2 separate regions of the Mus musculus genome follow, and region 2 is linked to region 1. The links are chromatin contacts, called in public Hi-C maps. All regions are on one chromosome and are shown on one strand. Each heading gives the region's core, a stretch centred on a gene start, on an enhancer-like site or on the middle of the called end of the contact. The rest is flanking DNA. Distances are from core to core; before and after follow the strand shown. Region 1 has its middle 30 kb from the start of Fam160a1. Region 2 holds the start of Glt28d2 (glycosyltransferase 28 domain containing 2).

The links. Hi-C and Micro-C count contacts between places; a contact is called where the count stands out from the background.
Region 2: a contact with region 1 is called in a Hi-C map of nephron progenitors, with 2.3 times the contacts expected there. The contact joins the promoter of Glt28d2 here to the enhancer-like site in region 1. A contact is called at or near these places in 8 of 39 promoter capture datasets (the 3T3-L1 cell line, cranial neural crest, embryonic stem cells and 4 more), 1 of 15 datasets of contacts at CTCF or cohesin (the NIH/3T3 cell line), 7 of 484 Hi-C or Micro-C datasets (the HL-1 cell line, cardiomyocytes, embryonic fibroblasts and 3 more), 3 of 115 datasets of contacts at active chromatin or transcription factors (embryonic stem cells, heart atrium and pancreatic cancer cells) and 2 of 9 other capture datasets (liver and pancreatic islet).

Annotation. Positions count from the first base shown.
Region 1 is chr3:85,774,198-85,778,679 of GRCm38.p6, forward strand. It overlaps a transcript of Fam160a1 not described here. Among named protein-coding and RNA genes, the nearest start is that of Fam160a1, 30 kb to the left of the region's middle. Within about 2 kb of position 2,699, at least 27 of the 459 cell types and tissues checked have an H3K27ac peak or open chromatin away from gene starts, as enhancers often do. A contact at or near this core is called in nephron progenitors and pancreatic islet, where this site is marked.
Region 2 is chr3:85,885,563-85,890,044 of GRCm38.p6, forward strand. Glt28d2 (glycosyltransferase 28 domain containing 2) reads right to left here and starts at 1,956. Exons shown (of 2, transcript NM_177130.3): 1 at 1,565-1,956.

The DNA.
Region 1 (4,482 bases), core at 1,449-3,948:
GGCCTCCAGGCATGGTGTTCTGGAAAGCACAGTAGAACCCTAAGCACGAAGAGTCTGGCAGATGACTGCAGGCCACCAGAACACCTGCCGCAGATGGCGACTTACCAGGGGGAGAGCTCCCCTCCCGACCCCAATTATGTTGTGATATTGTGAGGACATATTCACTCCAAAAGCACTGAGATTTAACCATTTCTTCTCAACAACAGAAAATGTGAGATCTTTGTGAGAAGAGTTTTTTCTGGAGATGAGAAAATGAAACACCACCCCAGGAGTCAGCCACCAACAAGAGCCCCAAGATCATAGGGCCCATCTCTCCAAGAGCTGCAAAGTCCAGTGCTATCATGATGCTACAACCCAGCCCTGATCTGCCAGTGTTTAAAAACACATTATAATCTAGTGAAGCCAAATAAATCTGGCCTTAAATCCCAGCTCTGCTCCCTACAAAGACTGTAGCTTTAGGCAAAGTACTTAACCTTTTGTGGCCCCAATTTCTGCTGTTTCAAAATGGAGATAACAAGCTCTACCTTACTGGCACCTTGTGGGCATAATAGTACTCTCTTCACTGGGGCCATACAATGTCCTGCCATGGCCCCATTTTCTGGGCACTAGTCAGATTTCTAGCCACTGCTTGGGGTCAGCCTTAAACAATGATTTTCTGCACTAGAGCAATACATGATCTCAACCTGCTAGCCAAATGGAACAGAACCAGAGAAAGTCAGGGTGGGAACATGATCAAAGCACTCTAAGCTGGTCACCAGTCTGCAGTATGCTTGAATCTCAGAGATGGTGATCCACTGGCTTCGTCATCAACATTCCTAGTTCAAATCTAAGCGGTCAAGTGACCTGGTAGCAAGCAGTAAAGCAGATAAGGGTGAGGCAGCCAGCAGTTCGGAGCGTAGCTGGGTACGAGGAGGGATGACAACTGCAGCTGGAGAACTAACTTGTTGGGATCCAACAGCCTCTGATCCTAGCCCCTGGGTGTCCAGTTCCCCTCAGCCTTTGTCCTTTCTAGAGCCTGCTGCTGTCTTTGCCTAGGATCTTACAATAAGCTTCCTACTATCCAGGTCACAGGATGTTTTCTCTGTTCTCTGTGACCTGAGATAAAGTGGGTGGGAAGCCTCTGCCCACCTGGGAAAGAGGCCACAGGGAGCAGAGAAGCATTCACTGAAATTCTTTGTTAACCCTCACCGGATGGGCAGGGAAGACTAGACGATTCCTTCGGTTGAAAAAGGCTAAATAAAGATACTTCCCACGGAGGGCTGCCGAAAGGACCACCTGGTGTATGCTGGGGAGGCTGCAAACCATCTACTGTGAGTGAATGACATATTTAAGACGCTCCATGAAGGGCTGAAGATGTGCCTCAGTGGATAGAGTGCTGGCCTTATAGGCACAGCCTTAAATCAGCCCCCAGCAGCCCCTGAGCCAGGTGGTAGCGTAAGCCTGAAATCCCAGCACTTAAAAGATAAGTGGGGGGCTGGTGAGCTGGCTTGCCAGGTAAGAGCACTGACTGCTCTTTAGAAGGACCTGAGTTCAAACCCCAGCAACCACATGGTGGCTCACAACCATCCGTAATGAGATCTAATACCCTCTTCTGGTGCATCTGAAAACAGCTACAGTGTAGATATAATAATAAATAAATATTTTATTTATTTATTTATTTTTTTTTTGGAAGAAGAAGTAGTAGTAGTTGTTGTTGTTGAGTGGGCAGGTCTCATCCTCAGCAACACAGTGAGTGTAACATCAGACTAAACTACATGAGACTGTGTCCAAAAGGGAAAAAGAACATAATAAAAAATTCCACAATGTACAATTCCAAAGTCCAGAATTGCTAGTATTTTTATGATTTCTATCTTCCTTTGAGTGAAGAAAAAAAATGACAGGAATATTTCCTAAGATAGAAAGGGAGCCACATTTGCTGCTTTTATCTTTGTGATAAATTTTGATGAAGGAAGGAGAGAATAAACACTACCCAGCATCCTTGAAACAACTCCACAAACAACAACCAAACTTAAAAGCAACACTTCCCTCCATATCTCCACCCAAATAATTCAGAAAATGACAGTCAGACTGGCAAGCTCCCAGCCCTGACACATGCCACAATGCCACCTTCTAGTCTGGTCTCTAGCAACATGTCATTTCCCTACAGCACTTTTAGGATGCCTGCCCATTTAGCAGTTATTGTATTGCCTGGCTTATGGCCCAATTTGTTCCATTTCACGCCGCCTAGTTTAAATACGTACGTGAGTTCTGTATTGCAGCAGAATGGCTGATGGGTTTCTCCAAGCACCCTGGATGTGCACCCAATAGCGACCTGCTTCGGTGCCTTCCTCAAATCTGCATGTAGCAGAGAAAGTTTGTTTGCTGTATGTTCAAAGGCAGCAGCAAGCACTCCTGCATAAATCAAACCTGGCGATGGAGACAGGAGTGCTCTAGCAAGCCAAAACGTAATTTATCTCCATTTACTTTTTGTCGGGACCACTACTTAGGCAGGCCTGAGGTCAGTTGTTCCATTAGTTTTTCCTTCAGCATCCAAAAGGACCAGGTTCAAACACATCTGTTGTATGAACAAGATATTTGCCTCTCACTGGGCTTAGGCTGGGAGAAGCATTCTTCACACCCAAAGCCACTGGCTACAAGGAACACCTGACTTAACAGTGCTCGCGCGGGCTGCTGTTCACAGCTGCACAGTGTTTATTCTATGCTCTCGCTGTACGAGGTGTGATGCCTTCCTGGCATCCAATGGCAGGAGCTCAAGGTGGGAAGCAGTGAACCACAAGCTTCAAGGAAAGCTTTTCGGTTTCGTTTTCCTAGGCAACGAACAGAATCCTAATTGTCAAAACTAGTACTCCTTCAGAATCAGAACGTCTCAAGGTTGTTCCCAAACCCTCAGCTAATGGTATTAAACGAAGCAAAAAGAAATACGGCCTATGATGAACAAAGATTTCTTTTACATAAAAATCCACATGTAACTGTTGGGGCTTTTGCAGCTCGTTTCACTCCACCGCACTTGTGTTACGAGGAGAAATGCAACAGCAACAGCAAGAGCTCATTTTCCAGGAGTTGAGAAGTACAGAGGTGAACAGAAAACAGCGGCTTTCAACGGTCGGTGGTGAGTGTGGTTGCTTTACTCTGACATAATTGGTAAAACGGGCCGAGTACCTTTAATTATGTCACAAGATTTTAAACCCTTTACTCTGCAAACAGCTGGTGCCCTTTAAGGAATCCGTACAACTTTTAAGTGAGAAATTTTGATTTGTTGGGAGCATTTCCCCAGGTTATCTTCTCTGCCCAACAGCGCCTCAGTTCAGAGATGGAGCCTAACAGCACCCCTGCATTCCATGGAGCCTGCCTGTCCTGGACTGGATCACAAACCCAGGAGAAGCTCACAGAACATCGTGTAGCATGGTGGCCTTCAAGCCAGGGAGCTGACACTGGAATACTAGCTGGGCCGGAATTCCAGAGTCCTGCCCTTTCTATTGAATGGAGGGGTTCCACAATATGATGACACTTCAGAGTGTGAAAATAAGATAGTCATCAAAATGCAGAGCAAAAGAGATAAAGCTGACCTGCCATTCAAGATGATTCCTATTTATGTCCAGTATTTATTATAGTTTCTCAAACCAGAGAGCCTTGAGCACATGTCAAGAGCTTACCACTTCCAGAGGCACTTCCAGCTGACCTCCCTGTGCCTATCCTCCAGGGCAAGGTTTTCCCTGGAATACTAACTTGTTCATGGTAAGCTTCTCAGAGTCCCACAGTGGCTCCCAACCTCCTGGTAAGCAGGATGTATAGAGCTCTGTCCTGCCCGGTCACTGCCATAGCCCCACATGCCAAAACTCACAGCCAGAGTGGAGTCTGTGCTCTCATTCACCAGCCAAGGTCACATGAACTTCCACTCCAAGGAGACAGGATGGCACGTGTTGCTGCCAAAAAAAAAAAAAAAAAAAAAAAAAAAAAAAAGAGAGAAAAAAGAAAAAAAAAATGGCCCAAGGAAAGCCAAGAAGAGAGACTGTGGATTGGAACATCTGGATAGTATAGTAGTCCTGGCCTTTCTATTATCCTGTCATGAGTAAAACTCTGACAGCCCAGCTCTTCCACTATAAAAAAGAAGTACTAGGTCCTCTCTACTGACATTCAACTCTTTCTCCTTCCCCAACACTTCCAGTAGGAATAATAAAAACACACAGAAGATTAATTAATAGCACTTAAGAAAACATATACTCAGGAAAAAAAAATGTATGGGAAACTAACTGAGTTAACCCAGAAGAGATTGTTCTTGACTTCGCTGGCCCAGTGACAGGAAAGGTGCAGATCAAAAGCTCCAGTTGTGTCACTGAAGTCTGGGTTTATTCGCATGTTACTTGGTATAACTACTAGGAGGTTAAGGCGATCACTCAGCTGGTAATATGCTGAACATTACAAGCATGAGGACCTGAATTCAACCCCCAGGATCCACATTCAAAAAGCTGAGTGAAGTGTTGT
Region 2 (4,482 bases), core at 706-3,205, 110 kb after region 1:
ACTTCACAGAAAGAGCTCTGAACCAAACCTAGGAGGTACAGAACTATCCAGCAGTTAGAAACAAGAAAAAGCTAGCTGGGCAGGTGAGCCTAAATGACTACACCACTCTCAACCATTCTAGATCCACCTCAGCAATGCCAGCCTCTCTTGCCTTTCCTCCCATGTAATTTAATCTTATTCCTAAGACTATAAGACAAACGGCATACGAGACCTCAAACTTAACTTGTATCAAAGCAAAGATGGATAAAATTCTTATCAGTGTCATGAGAAAGAATTTGCTGGTATTCAAAGAAATCAGTCTTTATCTGAGAAATAAAGCCAACCTGTCTACCATATTGGACTGAATCTCTCACCCAGTTTCTTTCCCAAGACCACTGACATTATCCAAATGAGGACATTGGCTGGGGTCCATTAGGTCCAGGCAGCTTCACACCAGGTGCATCTTCACACCAGGTGCACAAGAGAGGTCAGGCAGGTACATTAAGGACAGGAAATCTTCCCCTTGCTAATCAACAGGATAAAGGTGATTAAGCAGGAATTATTTTTCAATGACCTATATAATTTCATCAGAGCTGCTATGGCTATTAGCTGAAAGCAGCTGACTTCCTAATGAGATGAACTTGATAGCAGGGCCCTCCCAGAGCAGCCCACAGAGTAGTAGGCCCCATCTAAAGAAAGCAACAATTGGTCTGCCATCTCCCCCGCCCACCCCACCCCCTTCCTCCTCCTGAGAACAGCCTGTCTTCATTTGGAGCTCTTTTCTCTTAAAGGAGGGGATGTGGTACCCCCTGCGCCTGGATGGCTAGGGCTGCAATACCTGTAGAATAGTTGACAGCTGATCTGTCAAGTACAGGAGGCTAAAGCCAACCTGGGCTAATTCTCAGCACCCACTCACAGGAGTCCCAAAACTCCAAGCAAACACAGTAGCTGTCACCCCCAACACCTCACCCACCCGAGCTTGAAATAAAACAATAGCTAGCTAACCTCGCAGGAGTGGGGTTAACAAGGGAGCTTTGTTGAAACCAGGGAAAACAAGCACACACACACGCGCACATACATACATATACACACACTGATAACCATAACTCAAACTCAGTTTCATCAGAGAATTTATGAAATTGAGCAACAGTAACCCAACAATAAATTCCTCACAGCAGGAAAGTGCTGCAAGCCCAGTGGCACCGCCTCTGACTCTGGTGTATGCCAGGAAAGGTTTGGAGAGGAAGACAGACCTAGATCTCATCGTCTCTGCCAATTATTCCTGGGGGACCCAGGCGCTGCGACCCAAGGGACTGAGAAAAGAGGTGGAGAGCCTGATGACATCTTCCTCCGTCAAAACAAGCTGGCCTTCTTCTTCCAGGGTCAGTCCTGAGTAACGTCGCCTGCAGGAGCCCCCAGCGTCCCGGGTAGTCACTGGACTTCCCCAGCCGTCCTACCAGTCCTCTCTCCAAAACCTGCTCCTGCCACCCAGCAGGATGCAGGAAGGAGGTTCTCGGGACAGTCTCTTCCTCCTCCAACACCCTAAAATAAAATAAAAGCAAGCCTTCAAGCACAGATTTCTTACCTGCGTGCGGCCGCGGATCCTCCTGCTACGCAGTGTCCCCTAGACAGTCAGAAAGTTTGTGCGACGGTCCCGGGTGCGGGAGAACAACCGAGCCTCCAGCGCACAGGGCACAACAGAGGACTGAGCCGGCTCCTCTGGGCCTAACACCCAACTCCAGGCGCCCGGGCAGCTGCCCTCGGGCGTCTGGGCGCGGTGACCTCCAGCCCTGGCTTCAACTCAGTCTGAGGACCCGGGGACAAATCACCCAGCTAGAGAAGGTCGGGGCACAACTTTTCTCCAGCACGTCAGCGGGTGACGGAGCTTCGCAGGTCTCGGGCTGGTCCCCGCCCCACAGCCCGCACCCTCCGAGGCAGGGAGGTGGCAGGGGCGGGGCCCAACCTGCCGAGCGACTCAGGGGCCCCGCCCCCAGGGCCTCCACCGCCTCCGACCCCGCCCCCAGTAAGCCCCGCCCTGTCGCCCAGACCCGCCTCCGCCAGGTGCTCGGGAGACTCGAATTGCGCGACTACAGCGCGCACCGGTTTCCTAGGTGAAGGGGGCGGGGCCTCTGCGAGAAAGTTTCCACCGAAACTTGAACTGGAGCGTTGTGGAGGACGCCTCGCCCTTGGGGGCTCGCCTCTCTGGCGAACTTCATCCCTCCTCCCGCGTCACGCCTGACAGGCAGGCACGCCCGGCTGGTTTCTAGGGTTTTCTGAGGAAAGGAAGCTGCACACCGCGACGCGCGGACGTCTTAGATTTCCCACTTCCAGAAGGTTTGAGTGCGGAGCCGTACGCATCGCCCCACGCGGATTCCCTTCGCCTGGTCTCGTCTTCCTGAGATATTTGAACTTTAACATGACAGGACAGTCCCAGTAGATCTGAGGCAAAAGATGAACGTGATCTCCTTTTACTGGACTGGAAAACTCGCCTGAATGAACAGGAGGCCATTTGGTTCCAGCAAGGAAGCAAAGAGTTGCAGTTTTGCAGTTTAGTTTCTTAGGGGTAATTTTAGTCGTTCGGACCTTATTTGTGAGCTTGAGGGTATTGCATAGGTGTGTGTCGTTCATTCACTGGCAACTGTCCCCACTGCCACCCTACCTCCAGCCAAAAAGAAAGGGCTGTTAAATGAATAGTCCTTAGCAAGGATGAAAGTTCGCAACTCGGAGCTCAGGAGAATGGAGAACAGCAGGGAGGTGGTGGCCCTTTGGCACTGTGTGGTACATTATCCTCTTCCAGGGCCCAACCCTCGACCTGGGGCGACCTTTGCCTAAGGACTGAGAACAGCATGCCACGCCAGCTCTCCCCTTCAGTCTCCACGCCCTATGTGCTTGGACGGTCTGTCCAGGCTCTGCTTCCTGTACTTTAAATCCCATAGGAGGAATTTGAATCTTGGTTAGCGGCTCTCTTGCTATTTGCATTGCCCTGTGGTTAGTGTGGCTGAAACTTGAATTGAGTCCTCCTCCCAGCGGATGGGGCTACACCACAGTCTGAGAAAACGGATGTGGAGGTTTTCCACCACAGCATCCTACTGGCGCCTCACCAAATCCTGCTTCTGAGGAAGAGTCTTCCTTTGTTCTGCATGAATGACCTCCGGAGATAACCAAAATCGGGCAGATCTAGTTTTCTAATTTTCCTTGCACCCATAGCAACTGGATGGTACAAACTTCATGCTTTCTCCTACTATCTGTACATCACCACCACCACCACCACCACCACCATGCCCGAATCACCAACTTTCGCTTTTGCCGCCTGAAGATAAAAAAAAAATGGTTCCTGAATATAAATCGGGGGTAGGGGGGACGGAATAAGAGAGCAGGGTTTTGCGAACAGCAGGTCACAGGTCTGCTCTGCCTTTGGAATATGGGCAAATCATTCCTTTACTCAGCAAATACCCATTGGGTAACTTTTGTTTGTCAAGCACTCTTGGGGGGCTGAAGAACAAAAACATTAACAGTCTCAACAATTATAAAATAAGCATTTTCTCAAATGTCATGAGCACCCACAGTGGTGTGCTTTACTGTCACAGGGCCAAAGCAAATGGGCAATTGATAATGAACTGTAAACCAAAATGAACCTTCCCTCTTTTTAAGTTGACATAAGTATTTTGTTACAGTAATAAAAGGTCAAATAATACAATTAGTAATATGTTAGCCTTTCAAAATAGATTTTTCCTTCCCAGTGTTATTCCTGTATACTCTCTTTGGCTGAACTATATACATAATATTAAGACACTGAAATTAGACTTCTTTATTGAAGAAGCCAAACATTCCTCACTCTTCCTGCTTTTACTCCCATTTGTAAATGCAGTTATATAAAGTTTTACCTTGTGTTTCTAAATTTGTTCCATTTTAAATGCCAGAAATTTTGAGTTAAATGTAAAAGGGAAAGTAATGTTCCTCCATTAACAAATTCTGCTGGGCGGTGGTGATGCACGCCTTTAATCCCAGCACTTGGGAGGCAGAGGCAGGAGGATTTCTGTGTTCGAGGCCAGCCTGGTCTACAGTGAGTTCCAGGACAGCCAGGGCTACACAGAGAAACCCTGTCTCAAAAAAAAAAAAAAAAATTAACAAATCCAGACACACTCTCACACAATCTTATTCAAAGAGCTCATTAGATTATCGACCTTAACATCCATATGAAGAAGTAGAGAAATGCCGTCATCTCTGACTAAGGACCCTAAAGTGCAGCAAAGAGAAGCATTGTCCTGGGTGCCTTGAAATCGAAACTAAAAGGACAGGAAAACATTGCCATCCATAGAGTAAATGTAAATTTGTATTATCTTCTAGAGTTGAGCTCAGTAACAAACGCTGTACATCCTGTTAGAATAATAATCATCCTGCCAAGAAATTGTCCTAACAAACAAACAGAGCAAAAGGGTTGTTTTTTGATGATTTCAATTCCTATGGGAATAATTAAGTGGTGAGGCTCCACTTCACTAGTAA